Linked DNA regions of Rattus norvegicus: region 1 is linked to region 2. The links are chromatin contacts, called in public Hi-C maps. All regions are on one chromosome and are shown on one strand. The core of a region is the stretch at or near the end of the contact, and the rest is flanking DNA. Distances in the headings are between cores, read along the strand shown.

Region 1 (5,338 bases), core at 766-3,265, 100 kb before region 2:
ACACCCCACCTGAGAGAGTCAAGGTCTGTTTGTTGCTCTTTTTCTTCATCGACACCACCTCTCAGAAAGAACCGGGTCCATTCACTCGTTCTAGAGTTTAAACGGGTCACGTGGTCCGAGCCAGGGCAGGCTCCACAGTGCGCTGGTCCGGAGGACTTAAACTCGATTCTCAGCACCCGCTCCACTGATTTGCATTCAGCTCACCTGGGTAAGGCTGTGTTGCCCCAGTTTTAACAAGTACTCGACGTGATGTTCTCCGCGAGATGTTCTCGTTCAAGGAAGTTTGGGAAATGTCGGTCTAGGTACGCAACCCTTTACCAAATGAAGAAACTGAAGCTTGGGTAGACATCTGGAACTAACAGCTCTTCAAGCACCTTCCGTTTTAATCTGGAAGTTCTCCTACATCCGCCATTCCTATTTTTTTTTTCTTTTTTTCGGAGCTGGGGACCGAACCCAGGGCCTTGCGCTTGCTAGGCAAGCGCTCTACCACTGAGCTAAATCCCCAACCCCCCGCCATTCCTCTTTTTGTGATTTGTTTCCGTGTGTGTGTGTGTGTGTGTGTGTGTGTGTGTGTGTGTATGTATGTATGTTTAAAGGTAAGTGTGTGCACTTCTGCATGTAGGTGCCCTTGAGGAGTCTAGAAGAGAAACTCAGATCCCCTTAGAACTGGAGTTAAAGGCAGTTCTGAGCTGCCCAACATGAAGGAACTGGATTCAAGTCTTCTGCAAGTCTTCTGTATCTGCTTCTTTGAATTGCCCACTGTCTCAGTCAGGGTTTCTGTTCCTGCACTGACATCGTGACCAAGAAGCAAGTTGGGGAGGAAAGGGTTTATTCAGCTTACACTTCCACATTGCTGTTCATCACCAAAGGAAGTCAGGACAGGAACTCAAGCAGGTCAGGAAGCAGGAGCTGATGCAGAGGCCGTGGAGTGATGTTGCTTACTGGCTTGTTCCCCTGGCTTGCTCAGCTTACTTTCTTATAGAACCCAAGACCACCAGCCCAGGGATGGCACCACCCACAATGGGCCCTCCCACCCTTGATCACTGAGTGAGAAAATGCCTTACAGTTTGAAGGGAGCCTCAGGGAGGCTCTTTTCTCTGCAAGAACTCCAGCTTGTGTCAAGTTGACACACACACAACCAGCCAGTACACCGACCATCTCGCCAGACCAGGTCCACCCATTTTCCATTTTATGAAGAAGAAAAAGGAGGAGGAGGAGGGGGAGGAGGAGGAAGAGGAGGAGGAGGAGAGGAAGAAGGAGAAGGAGAAGAAGAAGAAGAAGAAGAAGAAGAAGAAGAAGAAGAAGAAGAAGAAGAAGAAGAAGAAGAAGAAGAAGAAGAAAAAGAAGAAGAAGAAGAGGAGGAGGAGGAGGAGGAGGAGGAGGAGGAGGAGGAGGAGGAGGAGGAGGAGGAAGGGGGAGGAGGAAGGGGAGAAGAAGAAGGAGAAGAAGAGGAGGAGGAGGAGGAGGAGGAGGAGGAGGAGGAGGAGGAGGAGTCGTCGTCTACACTGAACACACAGAGTGAGAACGAGAGGATTGGGAACTCCCCACTGTGGTTCTACTTCCTTAGTATTTCCAAGGAAACTCTAGGCTGACTATTCTCAATACCCCCTATTTCTGAAGTAACCAGATTTCCACCCTCAGTATATTTGAGGCCCACACTGGATTTTGGGTTTTAAAAATGAAGCCTGTAAGTGACATCTTGGGACACTCCTTGGTCCTCTGTTGGGGCTCCTGGATTCCACTTTGGATTCCCATCAGGACCATTTCAGCTCTAGGTGGGTAAAGAAGATGATGAGGTGCTCAGAGCGAGTTCCTCTCAGCAGCAGCAGCAACTGAGAGGCATTTCTCTTGTGCTGTCGGTTCCCAAGGCCATCTGCGCATGAGCAATGTGGAGCCTTCACCTGCGCATGAGCACTGTGGAGCTTTTCCCAAGAAGGACATCAGAGTTAGTGTGTGCATACTAAAGGCTTGACACTTGAAATCAACAGACCGAAATATCCCGCCAGCCCCAATTGTTATGCAACCGAGCTGAGAGCAGGTGAATCAGCAGCCGTGATGGCCAAAGTCAGTGAGTCATCTACTGTCTGAAGGAAGTCACTTTCGGAACCCAACTTCTGGGGCTTCCAAAAACTCCTTAGTGACTTCAGTAACTCACAAGCTCTAGTGGAGTTATCTTGGCCCTTTTATGTACCCCTTGGGTATTTGGGTTTGAGTGTGTGTGTGTGTGTGTGTGTGTGTGTGTGTGTGTGTGTGTGTTTATTTACTTTTTTGTTGTCATTGTTATTGGTTTTGTTTGATTAAAGCCGGGTCTTCCGTAGCCCAGGCTAGCCTCAAACGCATTAGGTAAGCAAGAGTGACCTTCAATTTCTGATATCCCGCCCCACCTCCATCTCCCAAGGATTCCAGTATGTGCCACTACACCAAGGTTGTGTGGTACTGGAGATGGAACCAGGGGCTTCACGCACGATAGAAAAGCATTCTGTCAGTGAAACCACCTCCCCAGTTCAACCCGTTTAATTCCTCTTTGGAGAAGTCTCAGATGAACTTAGATCAAGCCTCTCTGTGGAGTAGCTCATACTCAGCAAAGTGTACTTCTTTTTGGCTTGATTCCCCTGCTAATCTGGGCCTTTGGAGGAAACACAGAGTGTTGAGAGGTTTTCCTGGATCACATTCTTAGACTCGTTAAGCCTTGTAATGACTGGAGACAGAGCGCCAAATCTGGGCTTACTAGGAGAGTGCTTGAAGTAAATCTTAGGGTTTAAAACGGAATGTGCTAGGGCTAGAGAGATGGCTCAGTGCTTGCGAGCATTTTTCTGCTCTTCCAGGGGACCTAAATGTGGTTCCCACCTCTCTTGGACAATTCACAAAGGTGCACAACTCCAGTTCCAGGAGATCTCACACCCTCTTCTGGCCTCTGCATGAACATGCACACACATATAAAAAACTAGAAATAAAAAATAAATGTTTAAGGGGCTGTAGACACAGTTTGGTGGCTAAGGGGGCACACTGCTCCTCCAGAGGTCCTAGGGTCAGTTCACAGCACCCACATCTGGCTGTTCACAGCCACTTGTAAGCTCAAGACACTCTGACACCCTCTTCTGGCCTCCTAGGGTACTTCAGACATATGATACACACACAGGCTTGGGCACACACATAGGATAAACATGTAAGTAAATATTTTTTTTCCAAAAGACATTTAAAATAGAATGTTCTGGAGACAGATGCTTTTTCCTATGATTTAAAGCAAGGTTGTTCCCAATGAGTCTTTTTGACCTTACTAACTGACGTATTTGGAAGCCATCCTGACCTTTAACTGTCTCTGAATTGGCTCTTTCAAACTTCTCCACCCTTTGTCATTCGACTAGCACTGGCCTCTCTATTATGTTGAACATTGACAGTTCTGCAAAATTGGATCAAATAGGCGTACTAATTGCAGAAATGCCATTGGTCCCATTTAATGTTTAAAATCCCATTCTTATATTCCAAAGTTTGTCCTGTTTTGCTTCGTTCTCATTGATGAAAGATCATGGCATTACACATACCTTGTGTGTGTGTGTGTGTGTGTGTGTGTGTGTGTGTGTGTGTGAGAGAGAGAGAGAGAGGGAGAGAGAGAGGGAGAGAGAGAGGGAGAGAGAGAGAGAGAAAGACAGAGAGACAGAGACAGAGAGAGAGAGAGAGAGAGAGAGAGAGAGATCATGGATATATAGGTGCTCATGTGTATGTGTTTAGAGGCCAAAGGTCAATTTCAAGTGTCAATCTTTTGATATCTACTGTGGGTTTATTTGTTTGTTTGAGACAGGGAGTCTCATTGGCCTGGATCTTACTGATGTGACAAGGCTTCTGGGCCAGTGACTTCCGGGCCTGTGAGCCACGGACATTTTCCTGTCTCCATCTCCCAGGTACCTGCCACCAAGCCCCGCTTTTAAAGTGGGTTCTAGGGATCGAACATGGGTCTTCCTGCTTGTGTGCAGCAAACATTGCCTTCTGCAAGCTCACGTGTACATTTTAACCTAGAGGTTTATCCTAAATACAAACTCTGTTAAGTCCCATGATCTACACTAGCTATAGTAACCGCTACCATTGAAAACACAGTGTGTAAATTTGAAAAGTAATGTGGAAGTAACAGGTACAAAGACATATATTAGGTCATATTTATATAGCACGTAACAGGTATAAAGATGTGGATTATGTCACTGCTTTTAAAAGAAGCAGAAAGATCTCTACTCACTGATATGGAAATGTGTTGAAAAAAATAGTGTAAAGTGAAACAAGAATCGTATACATGTATGTGTATACACACACATGTGTATTGTATGTATGTATGTATGATGTATGTGTGTGTCTGAGGCTCCATATGAGTTTGACATGTTTTTATACGTTTATATATACTTGTCTGTGTAAAGAAGATGCTGGAAGGTTATCCAAGACAAGTTGTTTTTATAATTAACATTATCGCTTGCTAATAATTTCACAAGTAATTGGAAAGAGCGGAAAAGTCAATGTGTTTTTCTAAGTCTAGAGCTGCTGGCCAAAATCAATAGATCTGACCTATTTGTAATAGAGTAGCCAGTCTCCAGGCAGAGCCATTGCAGAGGAGACCAGGAAAACGTGATAGAGACAGATGGTAAAGCCCATGACTTTTTACCAACTGTTCTATTTTTTTTTCCCTTTGGCCAAACACATTATGAGCTAGTTAAAAGGGAAACACTATAATTATATCCCGAACGGCAACTAAAACCAGCAGCAAAAAGACATGATTAGATGCTTAGTCCCCATTATCGATTCTGTCAAAACAGGTGTGGCAGCCACTCAGTCGGCTCACTCTCAAGCACACCTAAGGCCACACCTCGATTGTCATACTGTGTCTTGTTTGTCAGATGTCTTCTGCCTGGTCTTGAAGTAGAAAGAAAAATAGTCCTTGTGATTCGCTCAGCAAGTTCCACAGGTGAGCCCATGTGCCCATGGACTTCCCTGGCACCATTTGCTCTTTCCCATTTCCATACCTGTGTGACAACACACATACACACGCGTGTGCGCACACAAACGAATGATTGTTTTGAAGAGTTGTCACTAAACTAGCATTTCGAGCTTTACCTGGGGTTTTGGTTTTATGCCCTATAAAACTTACATCCTAAAACCCAAAAAGGAACTTGAGGACGCAGCTCAGTTGATAGAATTGATGGTGCTTTTCCTAGGTGCTGAGCCCTGTGTTTGAGCCCAGCACCACGTAAACAAGGCTAGTGGTGCATGTCCACAGTCCCGTAACTCAAGAGGCAGACAGAGCCTGGAGGAACAGAAATTCAAGGTCATCCTCGGATACATAGCCACGCTTGAGGCT
Region 2 (5,643 bases), core at 1,477-3,976:
GGCAGGGGGATGTCTGTGAGTTTCAAGCCTGTGAAAATTAAGAAGAATACAGGAAAACAGACTTTTTGACACTTACTGTGTTATTTAGTTGCTTTGTTTCTATCACTTTCTGTTTAATTATGAATTAACCTCAATATAGCTAATCTAAATAATGCCCGTTTGGTAAGGGTATTATACAATGATATCATAGTAATAATCCCATCATTCAACCTCCAGCTGAAGCAAACCTGGGCAGATGGGTGGATGGGTGGCTATCTAACATGTTCTCAGAGAGCCTGAGGAGAATTGAAGGATGCCTCGATTTAGTTCCCAAACACTTAAAAATGATACTTGCTAGTTGTAAAACAATGACTTCGCTCGATGAATAAATTCTCAAATGAATACAACTACTTCTTGTGAGCTCTTTAACCTACTTTATTTTATGTTTGACTGTGTCTCCTGTAGCCCATGCTAGCCTCAACTCTCTTTGTAGGCAAGGATAACTTGTAACTTTTGATTGTCTCGCCCTTATCTCTGGTGTACTAGGTTTCCCCCCATGTAGCGCCACGCCCAGTAGAAGCCATGCTGGGAGATGAACTCAGGACCTTGTGCAGGCAACCATCTTGCTAAGTGGGGTGCATCCTCAGCCACCGCCCTTTAAGCTTGTGGTGTTTTGATGGCTGCTTCTATTTTTACAGACATCATTACAGACATCAAAGAGAACTATGTTTGATGAAATCAGCAGTAACAAAACAAAATGCCTAGGGATAAATAAGGAAACAGAAACCCTATTCTGAGACACTTTAATCACCAGCTAGGACAGGATCTAGCTTCAGCACTTCCGGGACACATCCCCGGATGCCTTAGAAAGAGATAGTCCCACATCATTTCTTCTGCAAAGAGAAAGGTCTTTAATGGCAACTACCTATAGTCTATAGGTAAGTACCAAACACAGCCTCTTCTAGATTTCTTCCTAGGATTATTAATCCTGCAATACTCATCCATTTTCACATCGGTGCTCACTTTGAAACCGGTCACCTTTTTGGTTTTCTCTCTCAAGGCGCTTTGGTCTGAGTCTGAGCGCTGTGTGTGTTACAGGGTAAATGCTGTGAGTCTGACGATGAGCTCTCTGTGTACAGTTCATTTACCGTGTGTACGTCTTCATTTGTGTGTCAGGCGTGATGCCCGGCTCCTGCAGCTAATTACATCACAAAGGAGCAGCACAAGAGACCCGTGCGCTGGGTCAAAGGGCACTTCACGGGAATGGAATTCAGACCCGTGTTTGGAGACACCTGGGTGAGGTGGGCGTTGGTAATTTTGAGTTTCACCTACTTTACAATTGTGGGTCATTACGGGCTGCTAAAGTAAGAGGAAAATCACTCCTAACTGGGCAGCAGCTTCTAGAATCATCTAGTCCAGAGGTTCTCAACTAGGCAATTATCCACTTGAGAGGAAGGAATTTTATATATATATACATATACACACATATATATACATATATACATATACATATATGCACATATATACATATATATACATATATACATATATGGATAATTATATATATAATATATATGGATATGCATCTCTCTCTCCCGCCCCGTGTGTGTGTGTGTGTGTGTGTGTGTGTGTGTGTGTGTGTGTGTGCGTGTGTCTGTGTTCAGTGTTTGGGGGAGGTATGCCCACATCCTGGTGCACATGGACATTACTTTGGGGAGTTGGTTCTGTCCTTCCACCATTGGACACTGGGAATTGGAACTCAGGTCAGGAGCTTTGGCATTACGTAGGTACCTTTCCTTGCTGAGCCATCTCACTGACACACTCGATTTCTTTTTAAGAAGTACACCATTCAATTGACTGCCTTAACAAGGAGGTCTGTGAGCAAGACGGCCATATCATTTAAAGTTCACCTTGGAACAAGTGGAAGATAGGGGGACCACTGGGACAACATACCCAAGAAAGGATGTCCCCAAAATAAACAGGGCCAGACTGTTTATAGAAGGAGTGTTGCCCAGGTCTTTAATGAGGTGAGGTAGGAGGTTGATTTGGTAGAGTCTTCCCTCAGGAGGAAAACGTCCAAAGCCCTTCACATTTCCGGTACAAGATATGCCAAGGGATAATTTTAAACACTTTACAGGGGTGTGGACATCCTCTAATTAAAAGTCTAAACTGGTTAGCTCAGTGGTGAACAAATATCTTGTCATGCTTAAGGCCTCGAGTTCAGCATTTCAGCATCTCCCCCTCCTCTCTCTTAATAAAAGCCCGTGCTAACGACCAGGCTTCTGCACATTTGTTTGCTGTCACTTTAGATGTAGACAAACCCAGGGGGAGTACTCGCAAAATGTCTCATATGGTGCCTGTCTCCCCACCCAGCCTTTCAGAGCATGATCTTTGGGTGAAACCATGTTTGAGAGACAGATAATGGGGTCTTACATCCCTGACTGGTCTGTGAGGTCCAGTCAGTCCATTCCTTTAAAGAACTTCAAGCAGGACGCAAGAAGAAACCTGACAAGAAAACCACCTGTTTGAGGCTTCTAAAGGGAGACCTTCTCTAAGACTCCACCACGCCCACTGGCTGGGGCCCCGCCCACTGACAGACACAAACACACCCACTCCGCTCTGGTCCAGCCTACCCATGAGGGTCTTCTTAGTTCAGGCCCCACCCACCACAGACCCCACCCATCCGAGCCCGCTCTTATTCAAACCCCGCCCACCGCATATCCAGGCTCCGCCCACTCCCCGCCCTTGCTTAAGGCCGGCTGTAGCAGAGGGTCTGTGCAGAGTCCTCGGGTCTCGTGCTGTTCTAGAGACGGAGCGGACCCTAGTGCGCTTGCGCGGCGTCGTGGGCCGGGTTCCCCTGCAGCTCGGACTTGGTACGGCCGAGCGGTTGGTGCGGTCTGCAGCTGCAGCCCCGGGGCGCGCTTTTCAAATCGTGGTTGACGTGCGCCGAAATGGAAGGGCAGCTGCTGAGGGGCCTCGCCGCGCAGCAGGTGAGCGAGGCCGGGACTGGAGAGTGGCAGCCTGGACCGAGATCCGGAGCCGGGCGAGCTCCGTGGCGTTGCACGCCTGTAGGCTGCACCCGAGGAGGAGAGCGAGGGCCGGGGCTGGAGGAGGACGCCGGGGCCCTTCCCACCTGCGGGTCTTCCTAGGCTTGCAGAGGAGGTGATGCCCCGGGAGCCGGTCCCCGGTTTGCTCCCAGTGTCTTCGCAGCCTACGCAGCTGGGCATCTAGTGCAAGGTGCTGCTTTCAGCGATGTGGGCAAGCATCAGACTGTGGGGTGACCGCGGGGTGGACGCTCAAAAGGCATGTTCTTAGCTTTCCAGGAAGGTGTAAGTTTAAACGTGGATTCTTGAACAAATACTAGGAAAAAACACTGAGTTGCAAATAAATCCAGTGGGGTTTTTTTGTTTGGTTGGTTTTGTTTGTTTGTTTGTTTGTTGTTTAGCCATCTTTAGATGTGTTCAAAACCTTTTACATTTTAGTGTTGTCGAGAGTATTTCTTGGGAACCCCAGTCAAGAGTTAAAAGTATACTTTCTGTTCATTATTTTAGCACTTTAATTAAAAGAAGACCCTTATGCCCTTTTTAGCTCCATCTTCATTTCCGTTTTAATTTTCACCTCTTACCGGCTCCTGAAGTATAATAGTAATTCTATCTAGACGAAGACTGCAGGTTCACAGAATTTCTACTGCCTTGTTAGAAAGCCCTCTGTAATTCTCTGGAGAGTTGAGCCAGGCTTCAAGTTATTCTGCAAACCGTATTAGTAATCATAGGACCTGTTTTCCAGTAACATACAGAAAACTTTCAACTCTCTTGTGAAGTATTTCTTCTTATTTTGTTGTGTATTCTGGGTGTCCTGGTTGTCTTTTCTAAAGGTAGCCTTGAACTCCTGAGGCTCCGCTTGCCTCTACTTTCTTACTGTGGAGTTTATAGGAGTGCCCCACCAAGCCTGACTTTTGTGGAGCGGAGCTGGGGTCTAACCCAGTGCCTTGTGCATTCTAGGCAAGCCCTAGATCACCTGAGCCACATCCCATTCCTACGTTGATTGTCATCACAGCCTCTACTTTTACCGAACTGAATGAAGATCTGTCGAGTTTCCCGTAGGGATCCTGTGAGTGCTGATGTGGCCATCCAAGTGTGCTTATTAGTGTGTGCGACAGTGACATTTAAGGATGGTAGAGAAGAGAGGATGACAAAGCCGCTGGTATATATAGCAAATATATTAAGGCTTGTTTATGTAAATATGGCAAGATAGCAATTTCTAAGCATAATATCAAAATAATTAAAGTGTAGAACTGGCTTTTGTTTGGGTTTTGCAAATAAACAACGACATAGTAACTGGTTTCAACCTCACAGGAATAGTCGAGTCAGGAGCAGAATTTTAGACTTGACTTAGCATTGCATTTCTATTTGGTACTCGTCCCCTCCCCCCAAATGAAGTCTGTGATCTAACAGGATGAGACCAGAGGTTTAGTGGTTTGCACTCTGCTTCAGCCCGGGGGGGGGGGGGTGTTTCCGACTCTTCATGCACTGAGTGTTGGTTTTGGAGTGAGGTTGGGGTCAGATCCCATTCTGCTGTGTAATTCTCAATAACCCAGGCATCGTTCTGAGTCTAATTTCCATAGCTGCAGAACGGCTGAAATGCCTGTGGGGCTTGGTAGCCTCTGGATGGCAGGTGTGTAGGCTCGAGAGATGACTGTTTTTACTACATCCCTTTGTCCTACTCCTCCGAGCACCTAGCCGGTCTTCCTGGTAAAGTTTAAGCTCCTACCAAAAAAAAAAAAAAAAAAAAAAAAAAAAAACCAACCAAACAAACAAACAAAAAACCTGCAAGCGGAAATGTAGTTTGAGTAGAAACAGTTCGTCCTTATAAAGTGTTCCCAGAACACGAATCCCATTTCTCCACAGTTCCCTACCATGGTTAGTGTTAATTTTTTTTCCTGTACATAAACAGTTCAACAGTTCTTCGGTACGTAGAATTTTGTTTAAGAGTCAGAGATTAGGACTGCTGAGGTAAACATGCTTGCCGTACAGGGTGGTGACCTGAGCTTGGTCTTGCGGACCTGAGCTAGAGAGAGAGAACGCTCCCCAAAGTTGCTATCTGACCATCACATAAGTACTACGAAATGGTAAGTATCTATGTGCCTGTGTCTTACACACACACACACACACACACACACACACCTGTCTTACACACACCCCTTACACATACACCTTACACACACATACACACATCCTGTACTTGTGTGCACACACCTTACACATACACACACATCCTGTACTTATGTGTGCACACATCTTACACACACACACATACACACATCCTGTATTTGTATGCACAAATCTTACACATACACACAGCACACATCCTGTACTTGTGTGTACACATCTTACACATACACACACATGATAATAATAATAAATATTTTAGAAGCAAACATACTGCATATAAACAACTTTCCATTTTCTTCACCTACCCTCGGCTCTCTTTACCAACATGTCCTAAGTATAGTTGTTAGGTGAGTAGTCGGTTTGGTCAGAATTACTTACGCATGGTTTCTGTCTCCTTTTACCAAGCTCCCGTCCCTGCTTTCAACTTTAAAAGTCACTTCTCAGGGTTGACAGTAGGGCCCACTCTCTGCCTTTGTGCTGTTCTAGCTCTTAA

Evidence for each region. Hi-C and Micro-C count contacts between places; a contact is called where the count stands out from the background.
Region 1: a contact with region 2 is called in a Hi-C map of the A7r5 cell line, with 4 times the contacts expected there. The contact joins the enhancer-like site here to the promoter of Rtkn2 in region 2. A contact is called at or near these places in 12 of 12 Hi-C or Micro-C datasets (the A7r5 cell line, the Rat2 cell line, Schwann cells and 7 more) and 1 of 1 datasets of contacts at active chromatin or transcription factors (oligodendrocytes).

The regions. Positions count from the first base shown.
Region 1 is chr20:20,705,073-20,710,410 of GRCr8, reverse strand. No RefSeq gene overlaps it. Among named protein-coding and RNA genes, the nearest start is that of Zfp365, 43 kb to the right of the region's middle. Within about 2 kb of position 2,015, at least 12 of the 93 cell types and tissues checked have an H3K27ac peak or open chromatin away from gene starts, as enhancers often do. A contact at or near this core is called in the A7r5 cell line, where this site is marked.
Region 2 is chr20:20,605,945-20,611,587 of GRCr8, reverse strand. It overlaps Rtkn2 (rhotekin 2), which reads left to right and starts at 2,726. Exons shown (of 12, transcript NM_001107625.2): 1 at 2,726-2,969. The coding sequence starts at 2,931. LOC134483792 (a long non-coding RNA gene) reads right to left here. Exons shown (of 3, transcript XR_010060805.1): 3 at 4,810-5,643.